Linked DNA regions of Pan troglodytes: all the other regions are linked to region 3. Evidence: chromatin contacts called from public Hi-C data. All regions are on one chromosome and are shown on one strand. Each heading gives the region's core, a stretch centred on a gene start, on an enhancer-like site or on the middle of the called end of the contact. The rest is flanking DNA. Distances are from core to core; before and after follow the strand shown.

Evidence for each region. Hi-C and Micro-C count contacts between places; a contact is called where the count stands out from the background.
Region 1: a Hi-C map of stem cell-derived neural progenitor cells shows a contact between it and region 3, with 5 times the contacts expected there. The contact joins the enhancer-like site here to the promoter of TMEM161B in region 3. A contact is called at or near these places in 2 of 7 Hi-C or Micro-C datasets (induced pluripotent stem cells and stem cell-derived neural progenitor cells) and 1 of 1 datasets of contacts at active chromatin or transcription factors (stem cell-derived excitatory neurons).
Region 2: a contact with region 3 is called in a Hi-C map of stem cell-derived neural progenitor cells, with 4 times the contacts expected there. The contact joins the enhancer-like site here to the promoter of TMEM161B in region 3. A contact is called at or near these places in 1 of 7 Hi-C or Micro-C datasets (stem cell-derived neural progenitor cells), 1 of 1 datasets of contacts at active chromatin or transcription factors (stem cell-derived excitatory neurons) and 1 of 1 other capture datasets (stem cell-derived neural stem cells).

The regions. Positions count from the first base shown.
Region 1 is chr4:28,368,415-28,372,712 of NHGRI_mPanTro3-v2.0_pri, forward strand. No RefSeq gene overlaps it. Among named protein-coding and RNA genes, the nearest start is that of CCNH, 370 kb to the right of the region's middle. Within about 2 kb of position 2,672, at least 6 of the 24 cell types and tissues checked have an H3K27ac peak or open chromatin away from gene starts, as enhancers often do. A contact at or near this core is called in stem cell-derived neural progenitor cells, where this site is marked.
Region 2 is chr4:27,486,166-27,490,274 of NHGRI_mPanTro3-v2.0_pri, forward strand. No RefSeq gene overlaps it. Among named protein-coding and RNA genes, the nearest start is that of MIR9-2, 5.7 kb to the left of the region's middle. Within about 2 kb of position 2,021, at least 17 of the 24 cell types and tissues checked have an H3K27ac peak or open chromatin away from gene starts, as enhancers often do. A contact at or near this core is called in stem cell-derived neural progenitor cells, where this site is marked.
Region 3 is chr4:27,876,615-27,880,937 of NHGRI_mPanTro3-v2.0_pri, forward strand. TMEM161B (transmembrane protein 161B) reads left to right here and starts at 2,246. Exons shown (of 13, transcript XM_063810278.1): 1 at 2,246-2,435. The coding sequence starts at 2,433. LOC104006383 (a long non-coding RNA gene) reads right to left here and starts at 2,266. Exons shown (of 5, transcript XR_010156890.1): 1 at 2,129-2,266; 2 at 579-637.

The sequences.
Region 1 (4,298 bases), core at 1,422-3,921, 490 kb after region 3:
TTCTTAAAAATATACAATGACTTTGTAGAATCTTCACTACAGCATGAAACAAAAAATTTCTAGGTGAGAAAAACTTAAGAGCTTATTTCTGTATAATCACAACTCTGCTATTTAATGTTATTTATTATCACAGGGATCAATACTTAATTAGCTTAATGCTTAAATATTCAGCTATTTGAATATTTAATTATTAAATTATTTGATATTCAATTAACCTGGACAAAGAAGCCAATCAATATTAAAAGACTTTCTCCGAACAACAAAATAAAACAAATGTTTTGTTATTTAAGTGAGATTCTGATCAATAGATTTTCTTTTATATTTTATGAATTCTGACATTACAGAGAACTAATTGACAAATGAGAATACAATGCATTACTAATAATTTCAAATACTAGTTACATCTGCTTGGTGTGACTCCAAATATAATTTGAATTTGAATTTTTCTGCTTCGCCTACTGCATCTACAAAAGCATTTACAACATTTTCTACTCTTTTTCTCCGGTTGTTTGCATCTCTGGTTGTGTTGCAAATTTTATCAAACTCTTTGGACATACAAATACAAAAAGAACCAAAAAAGATTAGTCTATTTCACTTCTGCCCTATCACTTCTCTGCCATGAACACTTGAAAGTGTCCTGTTTACTCATTTTATGGAGTTCAGTCATTTATTCACATGGAAGTGCAAATTTAAAAAAAAATAAGTTTTAAAAAGGGTTTTTATTGAAATATTTCATTGTAATCCGTTATGGAGGCAATACTCCTGTCAGCATCAGTGAGAAGCTATTGGTTTTCTGCAAGCGATCAAACAGAACTGAGTGGGCAGCTTTAGAGCACATATATACACTCCCTGGTGGATTTTCAAGCACAAAGTAACTTAATGTCCCACTGATGTTAAGCAGTCAGTTGTCACGAAAAAGCTTAGTGGCCGTTCACAACCAGCTAAAATTATATTTCTAGCAATTGTTTTAGATCTGTATATAGAATAATTGACTTCAAAATGATTAAAGTATTTGTCTTGTTTTACATTCCTTATGATCAATTGACTAACCTGTTACTATGAATTACATAGAATGTCTAAGAGGAAAAAAAATCACCTGTGCACACATGGAGCTCCTATTTCAAGATATCTTTATCTATCTGTCTGCTTTATAGCAACACATTGTATAATAATAGTCATGGATTTAGGGAGCTTATATCCAAAGTGAAGATTTTCATGATATCAAAGATTAGAACCAATTCAAACATAATCCAAATGACTCATTTCACCTATTAATATGACAAATTAACATGTTCTTATAAACCAGAACTACACAGGGTAAAAACAAAAATGTAACACTATGAAGCAAGTTTTGCCAAGTTGCCCATTTGTTCTCCAATGTTTGCATTTTAAAGAGGTATAACTACATTATTGAATTCTTATTTTGCCAAATATTTTAGTTGAATGCCCTCATAAAATCTCCGGTTTTCATAAATTCATGGATATTAGGGCTAAAAGTGTACATTAAAAATGATACATCTTGCTCTGAGACACTATACAGGAAAAAAATAACTTTTCAGAGGTGGATAAAAACTGAAAAAAAAATGCTTTTAAAAATCTTTCAGTTTTTGAACTGGTATGATATTATACCAAAACTGTAAAACCCATTATACGTATAAACATAACTATATCAGTAGCATATGAAGTAAATTATGCACTTCAGTTCGCCAATGTGTAATATCATTTTTGATCATATGTAAATTTGCTATAAGAGGTTTTAAAAGGAATCTTTAAAAATATACCCCAAACGACAACAGATTTGTCATTCATGCACTGCTGAGCATAGAGGCCTAATTTTACCTTTTTGCTATTATTTTAAATTAAGGCACTTATCCGAAAGATCAAAACAGCTTTTACATTGGACACTTTGTGAAGGGAGATAGTGATAATATCTGGAGGAATATGGTAATTAGTCCTGTTGTGGAGGCACAGAGAGACGCCTCATGCATGTATTGGGAATCTGCAAAGACCAAATATAAAAGTATATCTCAAAGTTGGGAGGGTAGATTAGAAGGTGCCTAGTGATCTGGCAGAAACATTAAATAAAGCAAAAAACATTGCATTTATAAAGCAAGAACAAAGACATTTCCTTTTGCTTTGCTGGTAAAGAATATTAAAAGAGGACAACCTCCTTTTTGACAGCAGTTTTAAATCCAGCTTTTCATATTACAGTCCTTAATGAGGGACCCCACAATATCAGATGAAGAAAAACAAAGAGAATTTTTGATGAAAAAAAAAAATTAGGAAAAAGAGAGGGGATGACTGAGAATATGCAAACTTTGTCTGCAGTTGTTTGAGCACAGGCATAATGCTGAAGGGACTTTTTCCCTCTAACTACCTATTAAGGAAGGCTGCATAACAAATAGCAGACTATCCCCTAAAGAGCTGAAAGGTAAAGTTCTCAGGAAGCCCCAGTAAATACTGAAATGATTTTTACTATTCCAAATTTAATTCGACATTTTCTTAGTGTGTGTATGGGGAGGGCGGAATACCCCCTTTGTGTCCTAAAAAGTGTCATGCAACACAGAAAGATCTCTCTGAAAGAAAACGCATCTTACTTGACTAAACACTGAGCTCTCAGCGTGAAGAGAATAAACGCCTCAATGTTACACGCGGCCGTGTGGCAGAGCAGGTCCAATGCAGTGCTCTCACGCCATCTAGCGGCTTTGTGAGAAGTCTCTCTTCTGTGATCTCAGTGAGCCACTCCTGTTTGTATTTAAGTAGTGCCTATAATGCAAATGGAAGTGCAAATAGAAGAGAGAAATTGCCATAATTATTCAGAGAATTTGGACACAAAGTAGTTATTTTGCTTGAAAAATATAATTTTTCAGGATGAAATATTCCAGCAGTTTAAATACCCTGGCTTAAAATTTTTGGTGCCATTTTGGTTTAAGCGGAAGTGGTTTCAGAACTAGGGCCCTTCCTTTCACTTTTGTCTAATTATCTGCTACATCTCTTTCCTTTCTTCTTCTCTACTTTCCTTTATTTTCACATCATACTTTTCTTTAAAATTTCTGTTTTGATTTCAAATTTCTCAACGGCTTGAAGCTTTCTTTCTTTTTTTTTTTTTTTTTTTTGCTTGTATTCATCAGGCTTTTATTTTAATAAGATGCCCCCTTTGGCATTCTAATTTGAGACAATAATAGGTAATAAAATCAAAGAACCAACTTTCTGCTTCTTGGAAACACCCAAAATAGTGCTATCCTCAGATACTCTTCCCCTACCAACCCTCAGATGTGCTGCCCTGCAAGCAGCACTTGGAATGTCAAATTGCAAAGATACTGTTTACAAGCTATTTTAGCCACTCTCAGAAATACAAGTTTCCACTGTCATCTTTGCAAAATGGCATTATACACACTATTTATATGAATAGAAAGTGTGCTCGAACTTTGCTTAATGAATCAATCTTCAACTAGTGTAAAGTCTACTTAACCAAAATGACGTTTCATTCTTTTCCTATTTGAGAGTTATTTCATAGGCCTAGGCATTCTCCCTTTTGATACCATTGAGTCACACATTTTAATATTACATTTATTATATCTACAGATGGAAACTCTTATACTCTGAAAATATAGTTTCCTTTTTGGATAATGTGAAAAATTAAATTTACAGTGTTTTCATTGAGATACCTTTTAATGATACAAAGAAGCTAATTGCTATATTTGTATAACAAACATCTGCATAGTATTAGTCATGAACCAGGATTAAAGTTTCTAAATCACCAATAAAAGGGGCTGTTGGTGGGAAACTAAATAGGAATTTTGAAGACCCCATGTATTTTATTGCGTTTGGGAATCAATAAGAAATACAAGTTGCGACTTTCTCTACACATGTGGTGTTCAAAGACCGATAAATATTTTAAATCAAACATCCTTACTTGAAGGGATTTAGTAAATTAATTTAGTACTTGTTGAAGAGGTGTGCACATTTAACCTTTCAAACATTATAAGTAATATACAAGTGGAAAATAATTTTGTTTTTTTGTTTATATTAAAAATTCACTTTCAAGGATTCAATTATGAACAAACAAAAATTCATAAAATCTGAATTTAACATTTCTCTGATAAGTATGATGTTATTTGCCTTTGCTGTGTTCTTTTTGAACATTTATATTTCATCATTTAATTTAGACTATGAGCAAATATTTTAAAGTAAGGATGCTTTTTAAAAAAATGCTGAATCAGGAAGAATGTTCTTTGATTTTTCTACTTTGTACTAATTTTAGTATACATTTTCTTAAAGAGAGGTCAAGTCGGGGT
Region 2 (4,109 bases), core at 771-3,270, 390 kb before region 3:
ATTGCAAAAGAAGATCATTTCCAAAAATATTTAAGAATATTCTGGCACCTCCCTAGGTGGATTCTGGTGTCCCCAGGAATACACTTCCTTTTTATGTTATGCCCCTCCCCCTACTTTCTAACTTTTTCCCCCTCATGATGTGTGTAAATCAGTTATCCTTCGGTTTAACATTCACGAAATCTATTTGACTGTAAACAGTCAGAAAAAGGAAACAAAACAGTTCAAAAAAAGTAAATGGAGTTGGTTGTGTATGTTTTACTAGGATGTCTATTTTAAATGTAATTGACTTTGCAATTTTGTTATTGTGTCACCAAGTGTCTCATAGTTCTTAACATGTAAGTGCAAAACAATGAGTAATTGCTGTTTTGCTGAATAATACATCTGAGTTGCCAACGTCAAAGGTATTATTTTGCGTATTTCTAAACAGGAACGTTAACTGCAGGTTTTGACATCTAGAATCTTTTCATGAAATACTTAGAAATAGGGTGATAAAATGATACCTGTAAAAGTAAATATAAAGATAGAACCCATTTATTTTCTTTACCCTACTTTGTTATACCAGAAAATTAACATTGAACAGTCACTCACTAATCAAATAATAAAGGATATAGGATAAACACAGTCATACAAAAAATACAAAACAACAACAAAAATGAAAATTGGATAAAGGTTAAAAAAAAGATTCAGGAAGACTTCTTCAGTGTCCTTGCTGAATGTGAATGGGTATTTTCACTAGTATCAATCCCTTAATGAAGTTGCCATTATGCATAATAATGAGATATGCATTATTTACATTCAAAATGGAATATTTTCCAAAGTGACTGTTCTTTAGGTCACCTTGAACAGTAAATTTTCCACCACAAGAGTTCTTTGTGTTTATTTTTAAAATTAAAATAATTTTCTTATTTGGAAAAATATAAAATTCTAATTTGATTTTTGTGTAGCCTGATGAAAATTAAGAAACCATTTAAATTATAAGGAAGCCATATAGATGAATACATATAAATATTTTAAGATATTTTAGCATTTTAGGAATTTTGACTTTTTAAAAATGGAGAGATGAAGCCAAAGGCTTTATTTTCCAATGTGGCTAGAAAATGAATGACAGTATGTAACTGTCTATGTATCTATTTTTTTCCCATGAATCTATACATCTGGAAATGTCACTGTGGTTTCAGAAAATTGATACCCTTTCCTCCCTAATGTGCTACAGTTAAGTAAAACACACCATAATATGTTGCATTTAGTGGGAGCTGGGGGTGGCAGTGGTGAGATGGGCAACACAGGACAAGGTGTTCTTTAAGACTAAGAACTTATTAGAATCAGTTATTGAGTAAAAAAGATATCTATAATGCTGGGTCGATTGTTTTAACATGACTACTTCGAGATAGTTAAACAGGTCCTACAGCAATTGGGACATGTAAGGCAGTTCTTCAGTGTCTCTGGATTTTAATGGATGGCTTTGTTAACCCTGTTTCTTTGCTCATCGGTTTCTTAACACAACTTAAACAACCTAGTACAGAAATCAGCAGAACCCTCTATTCCTATTTGCTCAGAGAACCCATTTCACCCCTTCTGGGAACTGTTCGACTTATTTGTGGAATTAATTCTAAGATGGTGAATGGAAATGGAAAGTATATAGTTGTGATTGATATTAAGGAATATTTATCTGCCCTCAATCAGGGCTGCGAGAGTTAGTGCACTTCCTTAGAAAGGTGATGACCATGTTTGAGGTGGGAGCGTGTGGCTTTCCGCTTTTCAGCCAACTGCCAGACCACAGGGGGTAGGGCTTTTAAAAAGTGCAGATAATCGACTTTATTCAGGGAAATAGGGAGTTTTGAGCCATATTTGTTCAAAAAGCAGCACATCACTGTGCTTGATGGTTTGACTTGGTTTTCGTTGAGCGCGGGCATAGCGCATTCTGGAGATCTAAAAATAGCCAGGCTTAGCCGCCGCCTTGCAAGGTACTTGGCGTGGGCGGTGCAAAGAGGAGACAGCCGACTCTGTGACTGGCTGCAGAAGCGGTTAGGCTAGGCAGTGGCAGCAGCGAAGGCGGCTGGCCCGCCGCGGGGCAGGACGACGCCTCCCGCTGACCGCCAACTGCCCGAGTCCTCCTGCAGCTGCTGCGGCTCGCGGCCCTCGCCTGAAAGCGGGCGTCTGATTGGTGTTTCCCGGGAGACAGGCTCCTCTAGCTGATGGAGCTGGTGCGCCGGCGCGCGCGCTCCCGGGTTGGCGCGCGACTGGGAGGCCGGGGGCGCGCTGCGGCCCGGGTAGCAGGCTGGGAGGCCGCCCAAGTTTGCGCTAGCTCAAGTTCCCGTGCCCGCGCTCGGCGCCTTGGAGGCTGCTGGACACCGGCGCGGAGCTGCGGGGCTCGGCAGGGGCGGGTCGTCAGACTGTCCTTTGCCTGGCACGCTGAGCTGCGTCCGCGAAGGCTATTCCGGTTTTTTTTTTTTTTAATTATTATTTGCCAGCCTCTCGGCCCCTAATCAGCGACCTTGGTCATTGCCTCTGCGCCACCTCCGGTCTGCGGTTGCTTGGGAATCCCTGAGTTGAGCTTGTGAATGGGGGTGGCGTCGAGGTTTAGTCACGCCTGGACGTCGGTTAGAGGCAGGCATCTCCCAGCGGCCACCCCCTGCCACAGGGCACCTTCCTCAGGCGGCACGCAACTTGTGGTTAAGAAGCTTTCTTTTGCTGACACTCGGTGTCTCTAGTTTTGCCCAGGCTTCTTCCCTGGACGTGATCAATATCATTGATATAGATATTGTGTAACCCCCAAATCCCCCCTCCCCGCCACCACCACACACACACCGTTATTAACTTAGTGAAAAGCTGCTAACGGAAAGGGTCTCCCTGCGGGGAAGCTGGGGGGGTGGAGCGGGGGCGGGGAAGTTTTGCTCGGTGGCCGGCGTTGGTGAGCGCTTGCCGCTCTGGGCCCTTCCCTGGGGCAACTCCCACTTCTACCCCCATTGCCCATAGGAGCTCAGGGCACATCTTACCCCATCATCAGATTTGCTGGAAATATTAATCTCCTTGTTGGGTGGATACAGTAGAACTTGTTCAGAGATTACTTTAAAAAGAGATCTGGGTCTTAAGCACTTACTAAAGCCAGTTAATAACATCATGCATGGACATTTAAACTTGTTGTAAGTTGCAGAGAGGATTAGCGGGAAGTCACGCTGTGCGCAGCTAATGATACCATCTTAACTCTAACTGGGCTAAATCCAACTCGCCCGGCACAGGTCCGGCTCTGCGGCCCTCGGGTGAGGCTAGGAAAGAGCGCCTTGGAAAGAGGCCTTGGAAAGAGGGCCGAGACTGGCGGAGCCGCCCCGATCCTTACTGCGGGTGACGGTCACTGGTCCTGGGAGGCTGCGGGCGGTCCTGCTGTTGCGTAGGCACGAGCCCAGGGACTGAGGCCCAGGCCTCCCGGTGCACACTGACACACCGCCGTCCGCGGGCTGAGCTTCAGTGACACCGAAGGGCACTGGCCAACATGTCAAAACAGTTTTGATTCCATGAACCAAAGGGCGCACAAGGTCTATTGCAAGCTCAGGTGAAGTCGTGGGACTCCAAAGGTAGTGGCTTTCTTGCTGCTGGTCGATTTGCATTACAGAGGCCGTTTACTTTCAATTCCACTTTTACAAAAGTAGTCAAGCTCTGTATTTCACAGGTAAATTTCGAAGGATATTATTAACAACTTCCTGTCATAGGCTTCCTCAACTACTTTCGGTCTGATTACTGTTTTAAAGCAGTTTGCTACCACTTTATGACAGGGCCAATGAGAAATAATCTTCAGAAAATGCTTCGAAAATGCTGCGTTATTAAAACACTTACCTAACAATATTCATTTAATTCTGTCACTAAGTAGCTGTCTGACAGATTTCGTGTTTTCTCTGAGTTTCTTTTAATAGTCACTGGCCCTCGGAAAACAAGTTATCAGGAGAATTTTAACTGCAACCTGGCTCTTGGCTTTTTTAAGTTTTAAATTCAAACTTGACAAGGTTAAGATTTTTTTTTATATCATTAATAGCTAGTGGGAGATTGGAAAAAACTGCAGACGCTAATCACTTTAATAGTTGGTGAAAACCTGTGAAAGGAACCACTTGAGAAAA
Region 3 (4,323 bases), core at 996-3,495:
TAATTGAGAGAACTGTGTGAAACAGAACATTAAAGGATATTAATCAAGAGTTATTCATCAACTTGCCATACACCAAATAAGGAACATTGCACTCTGTGATCTATTAAAAATGATAAGCAGATAATCAAAACTGCGATTTCTTTTCATGGTTTTACTCTGGCAGGAATGGATTCCATTCTGATAGTAATTCCAGTTTTACTGTCACATAGAAGGAGATACTTTGCGAACCTCAGTGACTGCCAGGTTTAGGACAGATATTAAGAACCACAGTGTCAGAAATGAAAGAGTACAACTTCACAGAATGTGTTGTCTCTGACAGGTTGATAGCCACTTACCTTCTCCATCTTTTCTTCCTCAAGGATAGCAGCTGCTTCCCACAGATACACCAACAGGCAATTCCAGCCCCTCTCTACCACACTTACCATTTGCAGGTGCCTGTGGCTTGTCTATTTACAACCTTGTCCCTACACAGCAGAAGCGGAATCCTTCAGGAAGTTCTGGATTCATCCTCAGCAGGATCTGTTTCACAAACTATTCTCCAGTCCCACCTTCCCTCCAGGTATTCTGTCAGTACTTACGATTCCTAGATCTTCTTTAATTGTCACGCTGTTCGTCCCCTCACAAAATCAAGTTTAAACTAAAAAAAACAAAACAAAAAAAACCCCTCATACACTCAGTCTGTGTCCCCTTTCTTGACATAAAATAACTGGCCCTGTGCATGCTTCTTTTGGATGGCTGAGAACCCCGATTCCTTTGGGCCATTTACAGCTTGGATACCATACCCTCCAGGTACTTTGATAAGCAGGGTGAAATTTAATATCTATAACAACGCCTGCCTACTCAACCTTCTTAACTTCTCCCAAAACTTCCTAGTTTCCCTTCCCAATTCCAACTTCATAACAAAACATCACACTATGGCACAAAGTGAATTCATGGATGAAATTACTAACAGCTACAACTTAAGTAAGGACCCCAAGTCGTGAGACAAATTTCTGGGTTGAAAGTGCTCTGTATATCCATTTCAAGCCTGCCTCCAGTACGATGTCTCATTATAATCAAATAAAAAGGCAGAAAAAGTTGAATGGAATAGTTTGGAAAAAACACAAAATTAAAAGGTGTATGAGAGTTTCACTTATTTGCATCTGATATAAATATCTATACATCTATAGAAAAAAAAAACCCTCATACACTCAGTCTGTGTCCCTTTTCCTGACATAAAGCAACTGGCCCTGTGCAAGCTTCTTTGGGATGGCTGAGAACCCCGATATATCGATATATTTATAGATAGACGTCTACATATCTATCCAAATATCTATATCTATCCATATATCTACCTATCTGTATCTATCTATATCTATATCTATCGATCGATATCTATCTATATCTATCTATCTAGACTTCCCTGGTGAGGGAGTGAACCGCTGCCTGACGGGGGCCAAGACTGGCAGAGCAGAGACGCGGTTTGTACATGAGGGGAGGTGGTGGCCAGAGCAAAAGTGAACCGCAGGCTAGGCAAAGACCACAGCACACAGCCATACAGGTGTCCAGGACCGTCAGATCCCAGAGCATCTATCTATATAGATAGGTATCTATATGGAAAACGTCCAAATTGGGACGTATTAAAGAGGCAGAATTTTCTTCCTGGGTTCTCTGCTCTTGGTAGATGTTCTTCCGGCTTCAATTGCCACCTGTGAATAGTGAAGAAACTTCTCACTATGAGATTCCATTGCCCGGAAGGAGGGTAGAGCTACGGTACCCACTAAGGCAGGGAACAGAAGCAACAGACGGACAGGTCTGTGGAAATGAGGATATGCTAATAAGGGACCGAGTCAGGAAAACTAGAGGGTAACAAGAGGGCGTCAGTTAAGCTGAGACAAAATGACGGCCAAAGGTGGTCTTTACTCTCTCTAAATCACCTGGGTCTGGAGTCGACTCCCATCGCGCACCCTCACTCCCACCCCTGGCCCCCTCCCGCCCCCCACCCGCCCCCCTCCCTCTCCCCTCCCGCTCCCCACACCAACGTGTGCCTCCGTCACCTCTCAGACAGTGGATGCGTTCCTGCTGAAACCACCCAATCTACCTCAGGGTGCTCGCAAGCGCAGCCACCACGATCCGCCCGCCCACGTACCTGTGCTGCGCCTGCGCCTCCTCCGCTCTCTCAAGGTCAGCACCGCCCCCAGCCCATAACCTGGCACCCACGGAAGTTGCTTTAGAGGACGTCCTGCGTATCTTCACCTCTGCGTGGCGTGGGGTCGACGGCGCTCTGGAGAAGGGAGGAACTTCCTGTCCCGCGCGCGCACAACTTCCGGCAGAGCCGGAAGACCCTCTCTTTCGCTGTTTGAGAGTCTCTCGGCTCAAGGGCCGGGAGGTAAGAGGTTTGGGACTGCCCCGGCGACTCCAGGGTGTCTGGTCCACGACCTATCCTAGGCGCCATGGTGAGTTCTTCTGTGAGGGCAGGAGTGACAACGGTGGGGCGAAAAGGGCGGGGAGGTCAGTACTGTGAAAAGAGCCATCAGGTGCTCTGCTCAGAATGGAGTTGAAACGTTGGGATGAGCTGCTGGGTAGGACCCACCACCTATCTCAGGGTGTCTGAGCCCCTGAGGAAGCAGCATTCCGCCTACCTGTCTGGGAGACTAGCGGGCCGGAGGCAGGGGCGTATCTGTCAGGGAGTATGGACTGGGTAGCCTGCCTGTTCATGGCCCGTTTACTGTGTATGGCCTGTGGCGCCAGGTGATCCCAGAGTTGACCTTGCCGGGTCAGTCACCTCTTCTGCGCCCCCTTCTCCAGCCGCGGAACAGTGGCCAAGAACTTCAGATCTTAGAAATGCTTTTAGCCTCTCCAGGTGGACACAACGGGTCTCCTTGTATAAGATCAACACCTGTCATTTAAAGAAACGGCAGTCCCCTTATTCTTTACACTTAGCCATTTCATAATTGAAAAGGGTGTCAAATAAAAAACCCGAGTTTAGTAAGGACAGACTTTATTCGAAAGGAATATTGCAGGGGTGTGGAGGAAGGTTGAAGGAACTGTTGCAGTAGGGAGAATGACCGTAAGATTTGCATGCACCTTAAAGGTTAGGCAGAAAGGGTTTGTCTTTTGTTGGTAGGGGTAAATAAGATGTCAGGAATTGGGATGAAAATGTGGGTATGATCCGGCAGTAACCAGATAATGTTTTACCCTGAGCCCATGTATTCTGAGGAGGAGCTGTTAGGAGAGGTTTGTATATGTTGTTTCAGACTGAGGGAAGGACAAAATTCAGGTACCCGAGAGAAGAGAATCTTAAAGTTTGGTTAATAAGTATTTTGTTCCGATTGATCTGTGGGACAGGTACTTCAGCAAGTCATTTACGAAGCAAAGGATGGGAATTAGAAGGGTCTAGTTATGGCCTTGTTATAGGTAAACAAGGGGTAGGGGGGTATGGATCAACCCTTAGTCTTATCTGAATTCTACAGGAAAGATGATTCTTTGCAGTAAGCCAATTTCTCAGAACACAAACGGGGGCAAGGGGTTTCTTAACCTTTGCTGTTTTTCAAGATCACGGGGCTCTGGTGAAGTTCATTATTGTCAGTTTCTTCACCGTATACAAGATTTCAAACCCTCACTTGCAGAGGCTTTTGTCCTGGAATTTAGCTTCAGTTCGTCTTATATTTTCAGGGCCAAATATTGCCAACATTCAGTTAATGTGTGTGGTGATTGGCTTTTGAATGACTTTTAGAAACTTAGCTGAATGTAGAACAAAGACCTTCAAAATAATGTAGTTCCTGGTGCACTTTACCAGATAACCTATCTCTTTAAAGTTTTTTTTTTAAACCTCAGTGAATAATATGGTTTGTATTAAGAAAGTTGTTTTTCTTTTGTATCAGTGAAATTAGACAAGGATAGGGAAAACAGAACTGGGAGAAACCAAAGCCTAGTAATCACTCTTCCATCCCCATTTTAAAGAAGAAAGAATCTGGGGTCTAGAAATTGACAGTGATTTATCTGAAGTAACAGTAGTTTGGCAGTCTGGACTAAAACTCATATTTTCATTTTTTTAAATTTAAGATTAATTTTTGACTTTTTGGTCTGAAAAGTTGAAGGTAAAGTATAATTAAAATACTTAAATTCATCATAGTCACAGAAAAGCTGAACATGAACTTGTTCTCAGTGTTTTGGAATACTAGAAGTAGAATCCTGCTTATCCTGTCGGTTCAAAAGAGGTAGTTAATGTTTGGAACTAATGTAATCTTACGCTGTTTTTCTGAATGTCATTTTGGAACTAACTAGTTGGCTCTTTTCCTTCTGGAAGTGCTTATATTTCTGAGCTAATTATCTTGGCTGAGT